Linked DNA regions of Mus musculus: region 1 is linked to region 2. The links are chromatin contacts, called in public Hi-C maps. All regions are on one chromosome and are shown on one strand. The core of a region is the stretch at or near the end of the contact, and the rest is flanking DNA. Distances in the headings are between cores, read along the strand shown. Region 1 overlaps Adk (adenosine kinase). Region 2 overlaps Adk (adenosine kinase).

The links. A called contact is a pair of places that touch in the nucleus more often than the background predicts.
Region 1: a Hi-C map of the P5424 cell line shows a contact between it and region 2, with 2.6 times the contacts expected there. The contact joins two enhancer-like sites. A contact is called at or near these places in 12 of 39 promoter capture datasets (the 3T3-L1 cell line, the C10 cell line, the HPC-7 cell line and 8 more), 1 of 15 datasets of contacts at CTCF or cohesin (large pre-B cells), 21 of 484 Hi-C or Micro-C datasets (the G1E-ER4 cell line, the HPC-7 cell line, the N1E-115 cell line and 12 more), 2 of 115 datasets of contacts at active chromatin or transcription factors (bone marrow-derived dendritic cells and pancreatic cancer cells) and 1 of 9 other capture datasets (embryonic stem cells).

Annotation. Positions count from the first base shown.
Region 1 is chr14:21,437,821-21,442,444 of GRCm38.p6, reverse strand. The region is part of intron 10 of Adk (adenosine kinase); the gene reads right to left. Among named protein-coding and RNA genes, the nearest start is that of Gm52152, 21 kb to the right of the region's middle. Within about 2 kb of position 1,709, at least 46 of the 459 cell types and tissues checked have an H3K27ac peak or open chromatin away from gene starts, as enhancers often do. A contact at or near this core is called in the N1E-115 cell line and the P5424 cell line, where this site is marked.
Region 2 is chr14:21,142,574-21,147,490 of GRCm38.p6, reverse strand. The region is part of intron 3 of Adk (adenosine kinase); the gene reads right to left. Among named protein-coding and RNA genes, the nearest start is that of Adk, 92 kb to the right of the region's middle. Within about 2 kb of position 3,645, at least 26 of the 459 cell types and tissues checked have an H3K27ac peak or open chromatin away from gene starts, as enhancers often do. A contact at or near this core is called in the N1E-115 cell line and the P5424 cell line, where this site is marked.

The DNA of each region.
Region 1 (4,624 bases), core at 460-2,959, 300 kb before region 2:
CTGCCTCTGGGGAACCTGAGCTGTCTCTGAGCTCAAATATTCAGGACAGGATAATGAGAAACTGTTGTGCTAGTGGACTTCCGGCCTTCCCTGAGGCCCAGGCAGCCTAGGGTGCAGGGTGGAGCTGGAGGTTAATGTGAAGCTGGGCTACCACGGCCTGCAGAGAGCACACCAGATTGATGCCCTTCCTCTTTTCCCTGGCCAGGCCTGGGAAATGCTCCGTAGGTGATAAAATGTTTGCCCAATTACAGAAGAGAATTAATTTGGCTAATAGAATGATGCCTTTGGAAGAATGTGAACTCATTCTCTCAAGAGTATTTTTTTTCACGGTTTACAGGTAACAGGCAAAGGTCAGTATAAACTTTCTGCCAAACTCTGAGACTGAAATGTTCAGCCCACACAGCGAATGGGGCAGACGCCAGGTTCAGAGTGCGATCAGCTTACAATGGAAACACATCTATTAGAACCCTTATGAGCAACATCTGTTTTCCTCATTCTTCCTGCCATGATCTTTGTGAGAAAAGCTCATGTTGTGGAACATTCTGTGAGGCTAAGTGCTGGCACCCTCCTTCTGAGAGGAGAGCCAGCTGACGGATGCGTGGCTGTGCACTGAAGTCCCATTTACTCTGACAAGGAAAACCTGGATGCCAACAAAAGCGAAGACCTTTGGACCCTGCAGAGTCTCAGCTTTTCAATAATCTATTCTTAAAACCTAGCAAAGATGAACTACAGATAGTGCATAATCAATTAGAGGTGGGGCCTTCACGAAGTAGTCTTTATTAATCATAAAGAATGTATAAATTTACCTAATGTTCATATTTATATTTAAAAATGAGAGGGAATTCCTTTATAATGTGAATGAATTAACAGCCTAAGCGCCCCCCTCCCAGCCCTCAGATTGGGCCTTACTGTGTAGCTCTGGCTGGTTTGGAACAACCTATGTAGAGCAGGCTGGCCTCCAACTCAGTGTGATCCACTTACTTCTGCCTCCCTAGCGCTGGGATTGAAGGCATGTGCACCATACCAAGCTTCTAAGATGCCTGCACCTTGAAAAATATATGTAACATAAAACTGACTACTTTACAAATATATTTTTTTACATTAAGTGTGTTGTGCCATGGCGAGTATGTGGAGGTTAGAGGACAATTTGCTGGAGTCAGTTCTCCCCTTGGACCATATGGATCTGGGTATTGAACTCAGAGGCCCCACGGCAGGCACCTTTACACAGTGAGCCACTTTGTCAGCCCCATTCACTTATTTCTTCTTTTGGAAAATTTATTTTTATGTGTACCGTGTTATTGCCCGTGTGTATAGTTATTTGCCATGTGCCTGGTGCCCTTGGAGGCCGGAAGAGGGAATCAGATCCCCTGGTCCAGGAATCATGGAGGGTTGTGAAGTGCCATCAAACTTGGGTCCTATGCAAGAGTGTCCAGTGCTCTTAACCAGTGACTTATCACTGCAGCCCCATTTACCACCTCTTACTGGCTTGGTCATATTGAGTAGCATAGACCATGGCTTGCGTACTCATTTACCTACAGGCTGAAGAGCATGCTGGTTGCTTCTTAGTCTTGTCATTTATGGGTAAAACTGCTATACACATTTGTGTACAGGTTTTTGTGCAGACATAAGTTTTCAGCTCATTTGGGCAGCCAAGGAACACAATTGCTGGATCATATGGTAAGCATATGTGTAGTGTGTAAGGAACTGCCAGACTGTATTCCCAAGTGGCCATCCTAGTTTTCATTTTCACCAGCAGTGAATCAGAGTTTCTGGGGCTGCACATCTTTGCCATGTATGACACACACACAAACTCAAGATGCTGGTGAAACGAGATGAGAAATGTCTTCCTCTCTGTTTTAGACAGTATCTCACATGGCCCTAGTTGGTCCTAGGTATGTTCTGTCTCTGTCTCTCTCTGTATCTCTGTCTCTCTGTCTGTCTCTGTCTGTGTGACTCTGACTCTCCCTCTCTCTGTCTCTCTCTGTCTGTCTATCTGTCTGTGTGTCTCTGCCTCTCTCTGTCTCTTTCTGTCTCTGTCTGTCTGTCTGTGTGACTCTGTCTGTCTGTCTCTGGCTGAGATAGCTTTGGATCCCTGGTCTTCCCAAGGGCTTACAGGTGCCTGCCTCCTCATCTGGCTGATTTTCCCTTTATTATTGTTTTTAATGTTGATTCAGGCCTAGTGGTGCTGGCTTGTGATCCTAGTCACCAGAAGACTGAGGCAGGGACAAGTCTACCTTAGAAGACATAGTAAGATCCTGTCTCAACTACCACAACCAAACAAGCCCTCTCCCCCATGTTTACTTAAAGAGAAACTCTTCCAAACAGCAGAGAGTGCAGGGCCTCTGCACTGTACCCAACCCCAGCGGCTCCTCAACCTTCTCAGCATCCTCTCAGCTGCAGGCTCGGTAGCTTCAGAAGGTCACATGACTCAACCCCAGCTCTGCAGCTGTTGGCTGTGGCTTTGGTTTCAGTCCTCTGGACAGGTCCAACGATCTAATTAATCCTTTGCTTTCCTGACTGCTCTGATGTGGTGATTTCCTCACTGCCTCTGTCCCTGGCCTCACTCCAGCTTGTTCACTGAAGTTATCGATGCTCTTTATATGTAAGTAATATCAAACTTCACATTGTACAGTAGTGACAAGTTAATTACATAGTTATTAAGAGATAATGTGGGAGCAGTAACACAAGTTATCATGTAATTACCTTTGTTCTTAAAGGCATCACCATGCAATTAAAGCAAACCCGATACGATATTTTAGCAAGCAATAGCCTGTCTACATGTGCGCACACACACATTGCTCTCTGTCATTTCCAGGTCAATTTAGTCTTTTGCTTTTAAAAAAAGACACCTGCCCTTTAGAAGCTGGGTGTGGTAGCTGAGTGTTACATAGTGAACTCCAGGCTGGTCTGGGCTACTGAGTTTCCCTGATTTTCCTTTGTATCTGGTTGTGGGTGTCCCTGATCACAGAGTTCTGGTGTTAGAATTAAAGGTACACAATACTATGCCTGGGGAACTTGCTTTAAAACAAACAAACAAACAAACAAACACAAAGATGCCTGCCATTTAGTGTCAACTTTGGTGCATACTCCCGCCTGCTTAACCTTCTCATCTCCTGCACCAGTAGACACCAGACCCAAGATGCCATATAGCAGGAGAGACTGTAACTCAAAGGCTCTAGTTTTGCAAAGGTTGTATATCTGGATATCTAGGTACTGGGCTACATACCAAAGAATTCAAAGATAGATAATATAGAGTGTCTTAGATTATTCTGCTTCAGGAGAAAAAAAAATCTGTATCCGAAGAAATCAAGAAATGATTCCTGGAGGAGGTGTCATGAACAGAGCCTTGGTGGGTGCTGTGAGAGATGGACATTATATACAGAAGAAAATAGGGAAGCATTAGAGCAAAGTCCATGTTGGAGAACAATATAAGATCAGTGGTATTGAAGGCACGGCAAGCCAAGCAACAAGGAGAGCATTTGAAGGTTTGTGCTGTGATATGGTCTCATACTGCTGCGCTCTGATTATAGGACCTCCAGTTAGGCGATTTTGGCAGAAGTAAAGAGAAAATGTTACCAGAGAGATTCAGCAGAGGCCCCTGGAGCATCCTAGGATGCTTCTTAGAGCGCTGTGCTTGGAACAGTGGCTTCTGTATCACACATGCCCACCACAGACCTACTCTGAGTTCCCGTTTATAGTTCAATTGTGCAAAGTATTTAAGGCCAGAAAGAAGAGCGGTATACACAGAGCTTGCAGCTAAGATTAGGGGAAGAGACAGGGAAGAAGGTCACAGAGTTCTATTAGACCATTGTGTCAAACCAATATGGAGCCACTGTCCATAGAACCATGAGAGAAACAACTGAATTTCTCTCTAAACTTATTATTTTGGCTATAAGAAAATGGAGTGGAGTATAGGACAGAGTGAATGTGGATCAGTTAGGAAGCAGCAGTCAGGGAAAACACGGATCATCTTGTAGGGAATACTTGAAAGCCATCTAGAAGAGAAAGCATGATAAAGTATGCAAATAGATCTATTTATAGAGCCTTCCTTCGCAGCACCACTACTGGAGGTCAGTGAAAAGTTCTCTGCAGGCCAATCAACTTCATCACCTGTTAGACCAAGCAAGGACAAAGAACTTATGGTCCGTGCAGACCTTGTGACAGCAGTCCTAAGAACCCGGTGGATAACCCAGTGCTCTTCTAGAATCCAGGATGGATGCAAAGTCATCCAGGAGGCTGGTGGGAAAGAGACTGTTAGCAGATATGCAAGCTGCCCACCCAATAGCTTCATCTAATGAGGATGTGCTCATAGCAGCCTGATGCTGGCCCAGGTCTACAGTTTCCATCTGGTTCCATTCAGTGAAGACCTCCAGCTCTGGCTCTGGCTGGAGATTCCTCTTATAACAGGTTAACAGGTTAACAGGTTAACAGGTAATCCTCTCTGGGGCTCAGGCACTAGGCTTTGTAAACATCATTTCATTTGACTTTCAGAAAAACACAAACAAGGTAGATACTCATCTTTATTTCTATAGTTGCAAAAAAAATGGGGCTTAGTGATGTTAAATTACCACTCAAAAATTATTTGTCCATAGACTCTTGTTTTTTGCCTGTTTGTATTATAAAT
Region 2 (4,917 bases), core at 2,396-4,895:
GTACTCTGGTATCATGGTACAATTTTAATCCTTATGCTTAAGCCCCTTTCACAGTTTATAGAAACAAAGCAGGTCTGATTCACAAGCAATGCCCTGCAGTCAAACATGCTCATGAGGTATTAATTTACAACTTCATCTGTGATCAGTTAAACTGCATGTGAAATCTTAAACATCCTTAAAAAGCTCACCACAAATAGTTCAATAAGAGATTTTTTGGGTAACATTACTTTAACAAAAAACATATAAGATTAAATTCTATTGTAAAATAAAACCAAATGCCACTTACTTCTAAGGATCACTCACTAACAAAACAATCTTTCACACTGCCACCTTTGGCATCTAAAATATTAATTAAAAATGTTGACACCAGTATCAAAAACATGTGCTTTAGGAGATTTGGAACAGCATAAGTCATGAAGAAAGGAGAAAAGCAACTTTGTGAAGAATACATATCGTTCGCCAAATAAAATGCGTTTTTAATCAGTCCAAGGAGTTCCATTTGTTAAAATGTCAGGTCAAAACAAATTAAACCAAAACAAAAGGCAAAAAGGACCAACTTTATCAAACAACAACAACAACAAAAGAAATCAGGTTCACAAAGTTATGGACAAAATCAGAAATAATGGAAGGATATGATATAAGTTTCTAAGTTAGCTTGCTTTATTAAAACCAATAGTTACTAATGTTTCAAAACTTGATTTTTGATTTTTACAGTTATGTAAATTGAACCTTATAACATTTATTTATTCAGGGCTTCTTTTGGATAACAGTACCAATAATTATTTTGATCGTTGTCCTAAGTCAGTGGGAGGCATCAGTTAGCGCTGCAGGGTGGGGGGCTCCAGGGCTACCTTGATGTTCAATGCTATCCTCACAGACCTAAGCTTCTCCCTTCTGTGGTGCCTCTGGTCTAACAGTTTCAGAATAGTTACACTAGTTAAAAGTATGTCTTTACACCCTGTCCAAAGATTACAGGAAAAAAATGTCTTTTACTTTCTTGTGCTTTTTTACCCCAATACACACTCAAAATGTTCTCAATGAATTTCATCAAGTTTTATTGGTGAGTCATTATTTAATAGCATATAAAGGGAATAAAATGGTCATGATTGGTATGTATTCGTTCAGATTTAGTACCTGAAGAAAAAGAGCCATTACAGCAGTTCCTAAAGGACAAGGCTATCTGATGCACACAAGCTCGGGCAGCCAGTCAACGCCACCCTCACGCACTACACAGCCATTCACCAGCTATGATTTTCTTTACCTGCTACAAATGACATCCACACATACTTTTTACAACCCTTGGTATGTCAATTAGATTACCTGACTCTATAAAAGCCCAATTTGCAAATGTTCAAGGAAAAAATTAAAACTGTTTGGATATGGGCAGTTATACCAAAGAATTCGACTCGTATAGTTTTTGATTGCGCCTAAATCATCAGTAGAACTACTCTCAAGGTTAAACTTAACAGCAAAGAAAGTAATAGCGACACCGGACAGGGGAAAACAGAACAGCAGTGATTAATTCATGAGAATCAAGAATCCTGAGCTCTAAGTCTGACGAGAGAAGCCCAGAAGAAATCCAGAATGCAAACAAACTTACATTGTTATCCCACCCAAAGGAGGCACATAGGTGGGTGGCACTGGGATCTTTAACAACAGAGTGGTTAAATGCCAGACATGGTGGAGCACGCCTTGAGTCCCAGCACTCAGGAGGCAAAGCCAGGTACAGTATGGATGAGGTCCAGAACGACCAAGGCTGCATAGAAAGACCGAGCCAAAACCAAACCAAACAAAGAGAGTGAAAGCAGACCATCAACGTTTAAAAAGCAGCTAAACTCTGAGGCTCCCTTCTAACATTTGTATGCAATACGGTGGCTGTCCATCCTACAGTACAGACTACAGTGCCTCTATCTACAAAAGATAAACTGACAACAGAAAAATGTTTCAGTAGCAGAAAGGCTAACACAGACTTGGCAAGCTAAACTAGAACTTTCCATTTTATTCTCCTTCTTGGATCTTAGACGGCAAGGAACAATACCATCCTAGATCCAAGGTGATCAAAGAAACAACCAAACATCAACATAAAGAAACATCACTACAAAACTTTTTAACAGTGACTGAGTTGACAAGGCCTACCCCATGCAATTAATGTCATTTAATGTCCCTCTATTAAACAAAAAGGCTAAGATCACCATACATTTGAATGCAACTGCTGAGAAAGAGAAAATCAAATCTAAAAAGTAATGGAAAATTGGAGAAAAATAAGACACCATGGAACAAAAGAGAAAGAAAAAAAAAAACCACTTAGCATTCTCAGAGAAATGCAGGTAAGTACTGCACCCATGAAACAAGAACCAAGTCTATTTTAAATTTAAGGGAGAAAATAAAGTATTTGTTTTTTAAATGTTAAGTCTTTCTCACTCTCTGAATCTTTTAAAATACTACTATTCAATTACTGCATGCATGCATGCTTGTATGCACGAATGTACCATGGCTTACATGTAAAGGTTGAATTCTCTCCTTCCACTGTGTGAGACCTGAAGAATCAACTCAGGTCTCAGGCTTGCAAGCATGAAACTTTACTTGCTGAGACATTTTACCAGGCTACATACTTTGAATATTAATAATACAAAGAAGTATTTAAAAAATTCTCAAAAGTTAAAAAAATATAACATAGATTACTTTGGGATTACATTTATAAAAAATAATCCAAGATGCCCAAATTTTGAAAATATGTTTCTAAAGCACCAAGAGTTAAGAGTAGGGAGATGGCTCCGGGCTAGGAGTGCTTGCTGCTCTTCCAGAGGGCCAGAGTACAGTTCCCACCACCCACAACTCCCACTCTATGGGAGCCAACAGAGGTGCATGCTACTACTTAATATCACACTAGAATATTAGCAGCACCATTAAACGAAAGGAGGAGAATGACAACTGTAAGTACTGGAAATCTAAGAGAGATTAATTAGTACTTACACTTCATATTGTTGAGTTGCTGAAAAAAGATACAAAGAAAACAAGTCAGGCATGTGGGAATATTCTTGCTGTACTCCCACTGCTCAAAAGGCCAAGGTGGGAGGATTGCCAGTTTGAGATCAAGTTTAAGTCAGCCAGGGTTACATAGCAGGTATCCTATCTCCAAACCAACACATAGACACAGACAGACAGACAGGCAGACAGACAGGCAGACAGACAAACAGACACACACACAGACTCTCTCTCTCTCTCTCTCTCTCTCTCTCTCACACACACACACACACACAGACTCTCTCTCTCTCTCTCTCACACACACACACACACATACACACACACAAAGAAGACAAGGAGGAGGAAGCTGATGCCTTAAGAGAGAGTCTGAGAGAAGGAAAAGCATATATGTAATAGAGTGGGCTGAAGGTCAGATTAAGTTATCTAAAAAGAGAATGTTAAAACAAAAATAAGAAAGAGAAGATTAATTCAAAGTAAACAAATTCAGCCATCATCGTGAACAAGCCTCGAAGCAGCCGTCCCTGGAGTGCCAAGAGAGGACCACAGTTCTAACATCACTACTGCAGCCAATGAACCGTGGAGCACAGCTGGGAGGATGGGAAGTTTGGGGCAAGCTTGGGCAACTGAGTTTCCTTTGCCAAGGTGTGGGGTTGGGAGGGAAAAAAACAACCTAGAGCAGAAACCGGCTCAGTGAGGGACTGTATTACACTTCTGAACTAAGGAACTGTGGGTTCATGAGAAGACAGAGCTTTTTATAAAGGGTTCATAAGATAGAGCGTTAAGTCCTGGGGGTTTGTTACAGCTGCAACAGGAAACTAACATACTCTCCCTTGCCAGAGTAGTCAAGTGCTGCCCCCTAGCATTTACACTTCGAGCTACACTATGGAGACCAGATTGATACAGATCCTATGTCATCAAATCCAACCTGCAGAACAAGAAAGCCTTCACACAACTTCTCTGTGATGCAGGGTCCTCATTTCTAACCCTTTGATGGCTTGCTCCATTGAATGCCATGCAGCTGCCATCTCTACAGTTAAAATGGGCAACAGTTTTGCTCAAGTCTCCAAGAGCCAATGCAGTGATGTATCTGAACTCGTTTGAGAGCCTTTGCCAGGGTGTTAATTGCTGTGGTACTGAAGATTGTTCCCCTGTTAACGACGCTTTGGCTTTGATGTTGACCAAAAATTAGAGGTTCAGAGGACTCATGTGCGGCTTAATGATGGGATGTATTCAGAAAAACATATAAGGAGATTTTTGTCACTGTGCAACACTAGAGTTATCTAATCAGAAGGAACAGCCTGCTACAAATCTAGGTGCATGAATTGGCTATCTGCTCCCAGACTATAATCATGCGTAACATATTATACTATTGAATACTGCAGGCAGCTACAATGCAACTGGAGGTATTTATAGAAAAGATACCATAAAAATACAATACGAAAGACAAAATATGGTGCTGTCCTCACCAATGGAGCATGCAACATTGGAAGTTACTGTGAGAGAGACAGTGGGTGAGTTTTGAGTGCTGAGTCAGACACACTGTGTTTTAGAACTGCTTAACACAGCCCACTATGTTACAAAAGCCTTTATTTTCATCTTTAGGTGTGTGTGTGTGTGTGTGTGTGTGTGTGTGTGTGTGTGTTTGCTCATGTGTGGGCATGCAGATATTGCAACATAAGGATGGAGATCAGAAGTCAGCTTGTGGAATATGGTTCTCTGCTTCTGTCATGTGAGTCCCTGTAACTGAACAGGTCACGAGGCTTTGTGGCAAGGGCCTTACCACCTGATGAGCCACCTTTCCAGCCCAATTTATTCTTTTAATAACATTCAGATTACTATCAACTTTTATATTTAATTTTCTTCTTTGTACTAACTTAAGACACAAAATATATTGTACTGCTGTATACAAAATGTTTAATTTCCTTCTGACCT